2 separate regions of the Columba livia genome follow, and region 2 is linked to region 1. Evidence: chromatin contacts called from public Hi-C data. All regions are on one chromosome and are shown on one strand. Each heading gives the region's core, a stretch centred on a gene start, on an enhancer-like site or on the middle of the called end of the contact. The rest is flanking DNA. Distances are from core to core; before and after follow the strand shown.

Region 1 (5,422 bases), core at 1,586-4,085:
GCTGGACCCAGCTTTGGCAGCATGACTCCTGGTTGTCCATGGAGCTGATGCTGGGGCAACCCAGAGGAGAACCTGGGCCCAAAGAAATTCCCCCTCCAGCCTCTGGTGGTATGATGTAGGGTCGAGGATGAATTCTCAGCCTCATCCCTGAACCAGCCAGCTTAAGCTAAGCCTGCAACGAGAGCCTAGTGATGCTGGGTTTTTCCATACTGGTCAGAAATGAAACAAGCCTGTCAAGGGGATTTTTTTGTAAAAGACCCCTGCAGTGTCGACTCAGGTTTCACTTCTCCCTTCAAGAAAGAATCCTGCTGATTATTAGAGGAGGTTTCAAGGCTGCTCTCTAGTGGCTACCACCATCGTGATAATTTTTGGAGTAGCAGCTAGGATTTAAATTTGTCTCAGCAGCAGGAAGCTTGATTAAAATCTGCACAAGCCTTCTGGTTACTTCACTTATTTGTAAGGGGTTTAGGGTGGTTTTGTTTCTCCTTTTTTATTTTGCCATCCATTGAACTGTCTTATTTCAAAGAACTGACGTGCCATGGAAAAGGGAAGCTGATTTTGGTTCAGCATTGCTTTCTCCTGCCATCGCTGAGGACCCCTGCACCTTATTCCCACACCTACGACCTGCTACCATTGTTCTCCTTCTTCTTTCCAGGAGAAGCCGGGCGGCTCAGCCCAGATCAGCACCTGGTGATGACAAACACGGGCTGTCCTCCCTGGAGGACAGTGGGTTGTCCACCTGCTGAGCTCTCCTGCAGCTTGTTGCAGTGGTCTCCTTGCTCTCCCCTGCTTTTTCCCAGCTCCTCAGCTGGAGTCACTCTGCCTGAAACAGGGTTTCTGGGTGAAAAGGGTTCAGTCAGAGAGCAGCCTGATTTCTCTTGACTTTCCTCCCACCAGGAGACTTGAAGGGCCCTGTCTGAACAAGCAGTGAATGGGATGGAGACCCCATCCTCCTGCTCCCTGCAGGAGCACCCTCTGAGCTGCAGGGGAGAATAGTGCCAGGGACCAACCCAAAGCCTTTCACATTACAAAGCAAATAAAAAGCACTGGCAGAGGAGAAGAAAGGCATATTGCCTTCCTTGGGTGCCTCACACACGGTCCCCAATTTACAGCGGTGGCATCCTTTACATTGGACTGTCTGAGCAAGAAAAAAAGGTCATATTGCAGTTTTCCAGAATCTTACAAACATTTCCAGACCTCTGAAAAGTGTCCTATAGGAGAGAATGGGGGTGATGCAGCCAGACACTACTGTACATAGTAGTGGTGGGTTACATTTGCATTGTGTCATTTGTTAGCTGTTCCAGGTTTTGTAAAAAGATTTTCTAGTGTTTTGCTGTTGTGTTTCAGAAAGAGGGAGAGTGCTCAAAAAGCCCATGACCATCCTGATTTACCAGATTGTTCCATAAACCTTATTCCAAACTGTTTCTTCATTTAAACCCTGCTGGAAATTAATCTCTAGCTGTTGTATTTCGGAAACAACTTGCAAGTCCTTCATCTTAGAAAGGATTGTTCCTTTTCATATCTTTGCAGGAAAGATAGAGAAGATCAAGCCTCCTCCATCGCCCACCACAGAAGGCCCTGTCTCGCAGTCTGACCCGCTGTCCGAGGAGCCTGCGGGAGCCCAGCGACCCAAGAACCTGATGCAGACCCTCATGGAGGATTACGAAACACACAAAACTAAGAGACGAGAAAGGATGGACGACAGCAGTGTAAGTGCTCTTTTCCTCTTCACATCTTGCTCTGCGATAGACACCATGACTCATAAGAAACAAAATTCAGACAACAAAAATATTTGTTTCTCAACAATCTGCTCAGATCACCTTGCAATTGTGCAAGGATTTTAACACATTGTTAGGGCCAGTGTCTTTGAAATGGAAGGATGAGGGACACTGGAGGGGAAGAGAGAGTGTCAACTGCAAATATCAAAGGAAACTCATATTAAGTTTCTTTTTAATTAATTAATTAATAATAAAGGCTCCAGGTAGCTGCTCTGCAATTGTTGGGCTCTGTTAATTCTCACATCACCAAGACCCTCCGATTGGTTATTTCAGTGGGTCTTTGAACTTTGTGGATCAAGCATATATTCATGCTTGTGTTCATAGACTCCCAAAGTCCCATCCCAGCGTGGTCAGGATTCAGTGTAAGTAAATTAATAACTTCCCTAGAAATGACCTCTTGCAGAATTGGACTGGGAGTGCCTCAGAAATTAACTTGAATCCTTCAACGGGCAGCATGCTCTTTTGTGCTAGCCTTGTTGTCTTTCTTCCATGCAAACAGAAAACCAGCCAGGATTTCAGTTTGTGAAATGGGTGCCTGCACTTCAGTCATTACTGTAGCACTGTTTTAAACCAATTAAGGCACTAATAAAACAAGCTACAAATTTCATAACTGAAAGTGTCAAAATTCAGGTGCATCCATTACACGACCTATTTCCTAACAGAGCACAAGGTGATTCTTATTCAGAATCATTATTACTGTGGGCAATAAGTGCAGAAGGTAGTGATATATAAGTGCAATATAAAACTTCTTAAATGAACACAACATTTGCTGAAGCAGCCGCAGTCCTCTGGGCTTTTACCAGAGAGGTCAGAACGGTGACCCCAGTGCCAAGGAGCTCATGCTCCACATTGCATTCTAGTAATGTTCATTAAAGGTAGAGTCTCATTAGGCATACAGAATGAAGTGAAGGTTTGTAATGTGAATACTGCACTAGTCTGGCAGCTTTTAGTCGTTACCAGCAGATACTGTGCAGTAGCAAATACTTAAAATCAGAAGAACTGCAGTGCGGAGGCGTCATGTTGCATTTTTGCTGGTTAACTAAAACTTAGTAGGAAAGCCGACTCACACTGTAAACAAATAAGTTTCCAGTGCACACCAGAAACTTTCTGGTCCTTTCTTCTATTGAAGCTGTTGTAAAATGAGATCTCGTGATCCAGCAGGCTCCTGCTGCCGGGTTGGAAGCCAGCCCATGCACAAGACTGTGCCTTGTGCTGGCAGCAGCATCTTGGGAAAGAGCCACCCTCTGGTTTCCCCTCCCTCCCCAAAGCACCCAGTGAAATAGGGTGTCTACACTTGCTCCGGTGGGTGCTGTTTTCTAGCATCTCCCCAGAGGTTCTCTTTCCCTGAAGGACCCTTAGGGGTTCGCAGGAGACATGTCACACCCTCACACCCTTTGCAGAAGTCAGAGCAACTTTAAAAAAAGATGTTATTAGACGTAACTCCCTCTGCTCAGTTACCCGAGTGCAGCTCCTCAGGTGCTTGCAGAGCTGCAGGTATGCCCCTAGAAAGCAGGTTGGCCACAACTGCATGATCTCTTCTGCAGTTTGGAGTGAGCCCTTGACCTGATCAGAGCACGGGGCAGTATCCGAGTGGAAAGCTGCACGCTGGGTGCCAGCTCAGCTGTCCGTGGCTGCTAAAGCTGCCCAGACACTGACCGCCCCAGGATGCACGGCTGGAGATTAGTGCCCATCAGGCGGCACATGGGATGGATCCTCTTCTGGGATTAATTGTCAAGGCTGCAGTGAATTTACAGAGCCCCAGTGCACACTGAAGTCCCACAGTGTTGCAGTTTGTTGTTATTCTCCTCTAAACCCATTGCATACAGCCAAACATGATTTACGTTTTGCTGCTGCCTGTTTGAAATCCTATTAGAGGGCAATGTCCTGCAGAGCCCAGGGGGAGTTTCTCTGAACAAGTGGGAGAGCTTTGTTTCTCTTCCCTGCCTTTTTCCGCTCTTCTTTTGTAAAAAACTCCCACCATTTACAGGGGAAAGATAATTCAAAAAAGAAGTGCTCTTTTTCTGCTCTCCTTATGTAAAAAACTCCCACCATTGGCAGGGGAAAGATAATTCAGATATGAAATGCTCAAACTGTTAATCTGAGTTAATACAGGGTGCTTCAAGAAGATGGACCCAATTGAGAGGCATTTGGGACGAATTCAACTATCATCTCGATGTTGTCCATACAGGAGGTGGCGGGAACACAGAGCATTTATTAAAAGGTTATGCAAACTTGATAACTCGTTAAACCATTTGTAAATTTTTGTGTAATTGTGACATGTTGCTGTTGTGAAATTTGGTCCATGTTTTTGAAACAGCCTGTATTTTACATGCCAGGCTAAGCAATAATCACTTTAACAACAAATAGGTTTGGTTTGTCAGCAGGCGACATTTGAATACGTGCTCAAGAAAAATATTTCTGTACTAAAGAAACAAAAGAGTACATCACCAGCCTGTATTTAAAAATACTTGAAATGCAGTGGGGGAAGGAGCATACCTGACAACCAGACTGGCAGCTGCCACTTGGAGCATTAAGTCCTGAGAGCTGAACATGGCTCAGTGTTGTGAGTGAGGGGGGCCAGAGATGTGCTGGGGTAGTGGGAGCAGTTGGGATGCTGTGGTACCCGAAGCAGGACAGAGCCAGCACTCCTGTGGGGGCAGAAGGCAACTGATGGATATAGCTTTAATTTCTCCCTACATAAGACACACCAAAAGGCAAGAGGGTGGTTTTGGTAGGACATCTACCCTACCTGTCCTTTAAGCATCCAGTCTACGCAACGTAGCCTCTCTGGCCGGGGCTTGCAGGTTTTGCCGTTCAGAGACAGAGGGAAATGAAGCACATCTGCTCTTGGAAGAACATCACTGCTCAGGCAAGGGGACAGTTTCTTCCAAAGAGGATGTGTTACACTAGAGGCTTCAACAGGTGAGAAAAAGAGAAAAAGCAGCAGCAAGAAAACGGGTCAGCCACCGATGGTAAACAAGACTGAGACTGGCCAAGCAATGTCATTAAAAAAAACATCAAACTGACTAATTTTCTTTTTTTTTTTATGACACCAAGTTGCTTGAAATCCTATACTCCGGGATGTGCCAGTTCTTGCAATTTCTTTATTTTGTTCTTGTTTCCTGGTTATAACATGCTTGTTCAATGTACTAATGCTGGTCTTTTCCCTTTCTACCAGTACACCTGTAAATTACTGTCTAGCAAGGTTACTTCTGAGGTACTTTGCACCTGCTTATTTATTTTTGCTTCCTCTTGCATGGTGATTCCAAGTGCATGTTGCTGCAGTTTGCATATTCATGCTGTGTGCCAGTGCTGTTTCATATCAAAACTGGGATGCAAATGTGTGTGGGGGATATTCCTTCTTATCTCTCATCAACAAATATTTGTGTGGCTGTTTTTCTAACCCTTGAATTCTAGTTACAATTTCTGGCACGAGAGGGGTTGTAATTTAAGGGACAGGAGCTGTTTCTCAGGACTGGATCATTCCTGAGGCGTGAAATGAGAACTTCTCCTTAATTCCTGTTACTGTTGAGCTGCCAAAGCTAAACGTGGCATCCAAACATCTTCAGATGCTGAGTGAAACTGCTGTAGCTTTCCTTTGTCTCTGATTACAGTGTACTTAGCCCTATGAAAACCTCTAGTAG
Region 2 (5,422 bases), core at 1,342-3,841, 160 kb before region 1:
GTGAAGAAATTTCTCCTAATATCTGACCTGAACGCTCCCTGGAGGAATTGAGGCCATTTCCTCTTGTCCTGTCATTTGTCACTTGGGAGAAGAGACCAACCCCCTCCATGCTACAACCTCCTTTCAGGTAGTTGCAGACAGCGATAAGGTCTCCCCTCAGCCTCCTTTTTGCCAGGCTAAATGACCACAGTTCCCTCAGCTACTTCTCATAATCAGTCCGGTCTGCTCAGAGGCGAAGCATGGTGACAGGACTTTGTGAGTATGATACTTCGCATTGCAGCAGTTTTTCTTCCAGGACTATCAGTCTAGCAAAATGGAAAAAAAAAAAAAAAAAAAAAAAAAAAAAAAAAAAAAAACAAGCATTAGTTCTCTAAGGTCTTGAAATTATTAATACATCACTTTCCCATTCCTTTGCCCCCTAACCAGGTGTTTGTCTTGAAAACCATAATACCGAGAAGCCAATGTCTCATCAATCCTCACAAGGTTTTATCACCGCCCCAATTGCTGTGGTGTCCTCTGGCTGAGCAGTTCCCTTTGTCATCATCAGTTCTGCAGATGAGGACACAGTTCAGTGGAGACTCGCACACCGCCTTTCCACTGCCAGCGTAGCTGGGTTTCTGGCTTCCCACAGAAAACCAGTATGCCGAGCTCCCTGGCATCAAACATGCCCTTTCTGCTGCCATAATCTCCCCTCCTGCAGCACTGTTCCTCCCTTTACCTTGCAGTGGAAAACGTTAAAGTGTGTGCATATACCTTGCTGGCAGCTAATGTGTGAAGTCTTGTCTCGGGAATAAGCAGAAAAAAGCACGCAGAGAAAGCAGAGCTGTTATAATGCCCGAGATCACTAGATGGCCCCGTACACTGCAGAGAAAATTTTCCTCCGGCAGACCCACCATGTAAAGTTCGTTCATGCACACAGTGTTAGGGATTTTTTTATTATTATTTTCCTGTGGTTTTCAATAGCTGGATCTCGGCACCTCTCCTTGATTCTTCACCGCTGTGGCAGACCTGTTTCTGTCCCCTGGGCAGTGACGGTCTGTCTGCAGAGCAATCCTTTCCGATGACCAAAGCAAGCCCCATAGCACACAAAAGGGATGGGAAGCTGGAAGGGAAGCTAGTGTGTGACCTTCATGATAATATTCTCTTTGTACAAAGCGGTGCAGGAGCACAAGGGGAGGGTCAGCACCTGGGGCTATTCTGCAGTGCTCCCTAGATCCATTGTGGTGTACAACAAGTTTAGTTTTTTTGTTTTTGTTAGGGGACGAAATTCTGCTAAACAATCATTTCTCACACTGATATGCAACTCCACACAACCTGTTATGGGAAGAGCCAAGTCTCAGCAAAGAAGAAATGAGTGAGGGAGGGCTAAGGGGAAACGAGAAACAAGAAAATGGCTATGGGCTGTGCAAGATGTACTGACCACTTAGCACTCTCTATTGAAAAACTGCATCTGTCTGTGGTAGTTTCTTGGTCCTGCTGGCCACAGTCCTTGAGACCACTCCTGTCAAACAGAAGTTTACTGCAATACTGCTTTAAGGAATAGGAGTTTGAAAAAGAAATAGAGGAAGGGTTCAAAGTCATGGTCAAATTACCAGAGTGCATCACCTTATCACATTCAAGATGAGCCGTGGTAACAAGCCACAGCCCTCCACAAACATGGGATAAAGCACAACTTCAGTCACCTTCCCGGAGGATTAATCAACCATAGACAGATTACACCAAGCTTTCTGCTGGCTCTCAGCTGGCAGGTTGGCTGGGACAAGCCACAACTACACTTGTGTTTCTGTGTGGAAATAATCCATCCGCAATTACCTACATCATGTGCATGGATGTGCTAAACTGAACATGGTTCACCCCAGCTCTTGCTGGTGCGCTGTCAGAGAAAACTACTCTCCTCCTTTGTCCAGTGTCTTTTTTTTTTTCTTTTTTTGCTGAGTGTTGGACCTCTTTACATACGCAATTATAGTAACCTATTCAAAAGCAGCAGCATCTCTCCGCTTTCTCTCCCACCTGACTGTAACACCAGGAAAGCAGTGACAAGGCAGTCTGCCTGGTTGGAAAACATTTCTGCTTTGAGTCTTAATGGCACCAACCTGAGCCAGCCATGAGCAGAACTACTGCCATGAAAACGTGACGCTGAGAGCTGTGCTGCAGGGCCAGGCAGGAGCCATCCTCTGCGACAACAGAGCACCCACTGAGCTCTGTGTGGGACAGGACTCACGTCCTGGGTTGAGCCTTCACATCAGCGGTTATTCAATAACAGGCCTTCCCAGTGCAGGTAGATGTTGCTGTCATCTTTAGGTTCAAACTTCAAGCCACCCAAAAGTCACCATGCAAATTGTTGTTCATGTCCTTCTACAAATCAATCCACACAGAGTTTTTGGAGCTTGGCACAAGGGTGCTCCCAGGCTCCCGTGTTTCACAGAAATATAATTTTTCAAGGACTTCTTTGCCTCGAAACTTTGGTATTTCCTGAAGAGGACATGCCAGTGAAGAAGGCAGAAACAAGCAAATGCAGGAGGACTTTCTGCAAGAGCACTTCCTGACCTTGATGCTACATGTCCCCCACACATAGCAGGAGGCATACAGTGGGCCAACAAGGAGAGACCAGAGTAGCCCAGTAGCAGAAAGGCTACAAGAACACTCAATCTGAGTTTGGATTGCTGGAGAGAAGCTAGGGAGGCTTATAGGCAAGGCTGGCTTGGGGCATCTTGGGACCATTCCTACTTACCATTGTTAACATAGCATAAAGTGGCAAATATGAGCCATCTTGTACCAATATCACAAAATGCCTCTTTGTGACTGATCACAACAGCTGACATGAATATGAGACAACAAAGAAATTAAAAAAGCAAAGAAGAGTGGAAAGAAATGGTGCCATGGGTGTTGCACACTGCTAATGAGGCATATTTTGTTAGGGCAGGGCATGACCAGCAAACCCACAGCTCCTTCAGGCACTGTCACGCTGATGGGAGCTTGCACGCTGGCTGCAGGGTGTGCACCAAGGGGACTGCCAACAGCAGAGCTGAGAACTGCAGGCAGGGCCATGGAGCTCAGCCACAAACGAGGCCAATTACAAATGAGGGAGAAAGCAATTAGACAGTTGGTGGTGTCCATCTGGTGCTCAGCGACTAACGTGCCAGCCCTTTGGACAGTCATCTCGACAGCCTGCGCTTCCAACTGCCCTCAGCTCGTGGTAGTTATAATCCCACTGATGCCATTCTGACTCCCAGAATATTGTTGCTGCTCTCAATTTCCATGCCTTATTTCCACCAAGGCCATTTTAATTTAATTTCATTTTCAGTCAGCCCCTTTCAAAGTATTGGGACAACTTTTCTACTTTTGAGTGGTCTTCTGCAGGTTAATGTGGTTACCCTTCTAAGCCTTGAGTCAGAGAGACACTTCAATAAGTGCTCACATCCAAGTGTATCAGTTCATCTATTCAAACCACTAGACCTACATACACACCTACACTTTAATGCCTGTTTGTCTCTATTGTTTCAAGTCAAGGCTTTTAGTATTGCTCTGTCATCTACTGCCCTATCACTTCTACCATGAACACCCATAGATTAAGTCCCTTTAAACAATAAAGCTGGAAAAGTGTCCATAACTATACAACAATTGGCACAGAAATCACAGGAGACAAACTCTCAGAAGTACCTACACCCCATTTTCAAGACCACCTTTATCATTTTTAGGTTTTTTGTAAATCCCTGAAGGTTCCTACTTGCATATTTTGTATAACTTTAAAACTAGTCAGTGTTATAATTTCTTCACTTACCGTGCCCTGAGGCTGTACACACTTACCTGCATGAAGTAAACTTGGAAATGGGACAGAGTCTTCTCAATATGAACATCTATGAAGCCTTTGCCCTCAGTCTTACGTTGTTGTGAACTTTTATACAAAGCAAATGAAAATGTTTTGCCAGTGCTGTAAACCAAAGCAGATTTTCACAATGCTTTCACATTTATTATTGCACATTCTTATAAGAATTTATTTTACTTGAATGCCTTGTTCAAATACCAACGTAGAAAAGTAGCAGGCACAGAAAGGAGAAGAGGGGGTCAATCATAACAGGTGAAACCAAGAATGTTCACAGGTTTGCCAAGACTCAAATAAGGTTTTCTCCAAGCCAGGATCATTGAGCACTAAGATCACTCTGAGACTCAAAACTAGACAGAAAAAAAAAAAAAAAAATAGTCTTTAGGAAAGTCCTGCAAAACTCTAGCCTCTTTTCCCCAGCTGTATAGCAGGAATTTCCAGAGATGTCGCGTGGACCAGCTCCCCTTGCTACTCCATCTCTCAGTACCACTGTCCTAGGCATTGAGATGGTTCACAGGGGTAAGGAGACCTCTGGGAGGACATTTCACATAGTCATGGAATCCACTGAAACAACAGAAGGTGAACCAGCTCCTCACAACCAGCAAGCCCTCCCTGGGATTGTGACCTGGAACCCATCAGGCTACACCTAGCTTTACTCAGGTTGGTTCAGAAAAAAATGAATGGAATGCAAACTAATATATTAGAAAGTAGGGGGTTTCCACACTGCTAGGTGCCTTTGAGGTTCTCCTCGATTATTTTTACCCTCAGAAATGCAGTCCTGTGACACCTTTCTGCTATGTCCTATGGCCAGTTGCCAGCCAATCATCAAAACTTAGACCTTGGTGTGCTTTTGAAGGTTCTTTTAAAAAGGAAAACAATCCCTCTTCTAACCTATCCTGGGCTGCAGGTGCTCTACTGCCTGAATTTTGCACCCCTGAACCGAATCAGAGCAGATGTCTGCTTTATTCTGACTTGGAAGCTCTGCAGCTCTTGGGAAGTCCAGGGGTCAAGAATTTCACCCGTCCGAGACCCACGCAGGCAGGAAGCTGTCAGCTGACTCCTACCACAAACACGCAGCACAAAGTCAAGACAAACTTCTCAGCTTCCCACAATTAAAACCGTGCCTCATTCCAACTTTCCATGAGGCATTAAAGGGGACTTGTGGTCCGTCATGAAAAATGAAGAGGAGGGTATGGTCATGTTGTTAAATTCACCCTCCTGTTTTTTTTATTCACGCTCCAGCATTGTGAGGGATCAGACAGCAGTGACTGAGGTGTGGCTGATGTTAGGTAATATGGAGAAAAGGACTAGAAAAGTAAGCCCCAAGCAATCTCAGAGCAATTTTTCCCACTCGTTTCTTCATTCCCACAGCTGTGTAGCTGGCTCTATTCACCCATACAGCTCAGAAGTGACGCTACACTTCCAGAGATCGATCTGCAGAATTACAGATGCTGTCTGAGCACAAATTCAGTCTCACAAGTTCTCTACAGCATGGGAATTTGTCTTACACTGTAGAGGAAAACCAAAGATGTGCTCATGATTACCTGAGCAGGTGGTGGGGTTCTAGGAAGTGGTTTGCTATGAATTCCAGATGAGACT

Evidence for each region. A called contact is a pair of places that touch in the nucleus more often than the background predicts.
Region 2: a Hi-C map of liver shows a contact between it and region 1, with 1.9 times the contacts expected there. The contact joins two enhancer-like sites. A contact is called at or near these places in 2 of 2 Hi-C or Micro-C datasets (crop and liver).

The regions. Positions count from the first base shown.
Region 1 is chrZ:73,477,519-73,482,940 of bColLiv1.pat.W.v2, reverse strand. PALM2AKAP2 (PALM2 and AKAP2 fusion) reads left to right here. Exons shown (of 12, transcript XM_065046386.1): 10 at 1,531-1,709; 11 at 4,957-4,995. Among named protein-coding and RNA genes, the nearest start is that of SLC46A2, 28 kb to the right of the region's middle. Within about 2 kb of position 2,835, at least 1 of the 3 cell types and tissues checked has an H3K27ac peak away from gene starts, as active enhancers do.
Region 2 is chrZ:73,641,925-73,647,346 of bColLiv1.pat.W.v2, reverse strand. All of the region lies in intron 3 of PALM2AKAP2 (PALM2 and AKAP2 fusion), which reads left to right. Among named protein-coding and RNA genes, the nearest start is that of PALM2AKAP2, 90 kb to the left of the region's middle. Within about 2 kb of position 2,591, at least 1 of the 3 cell types and tissues checked has an H3K27ac peak away from gene starts, as active enhancers do.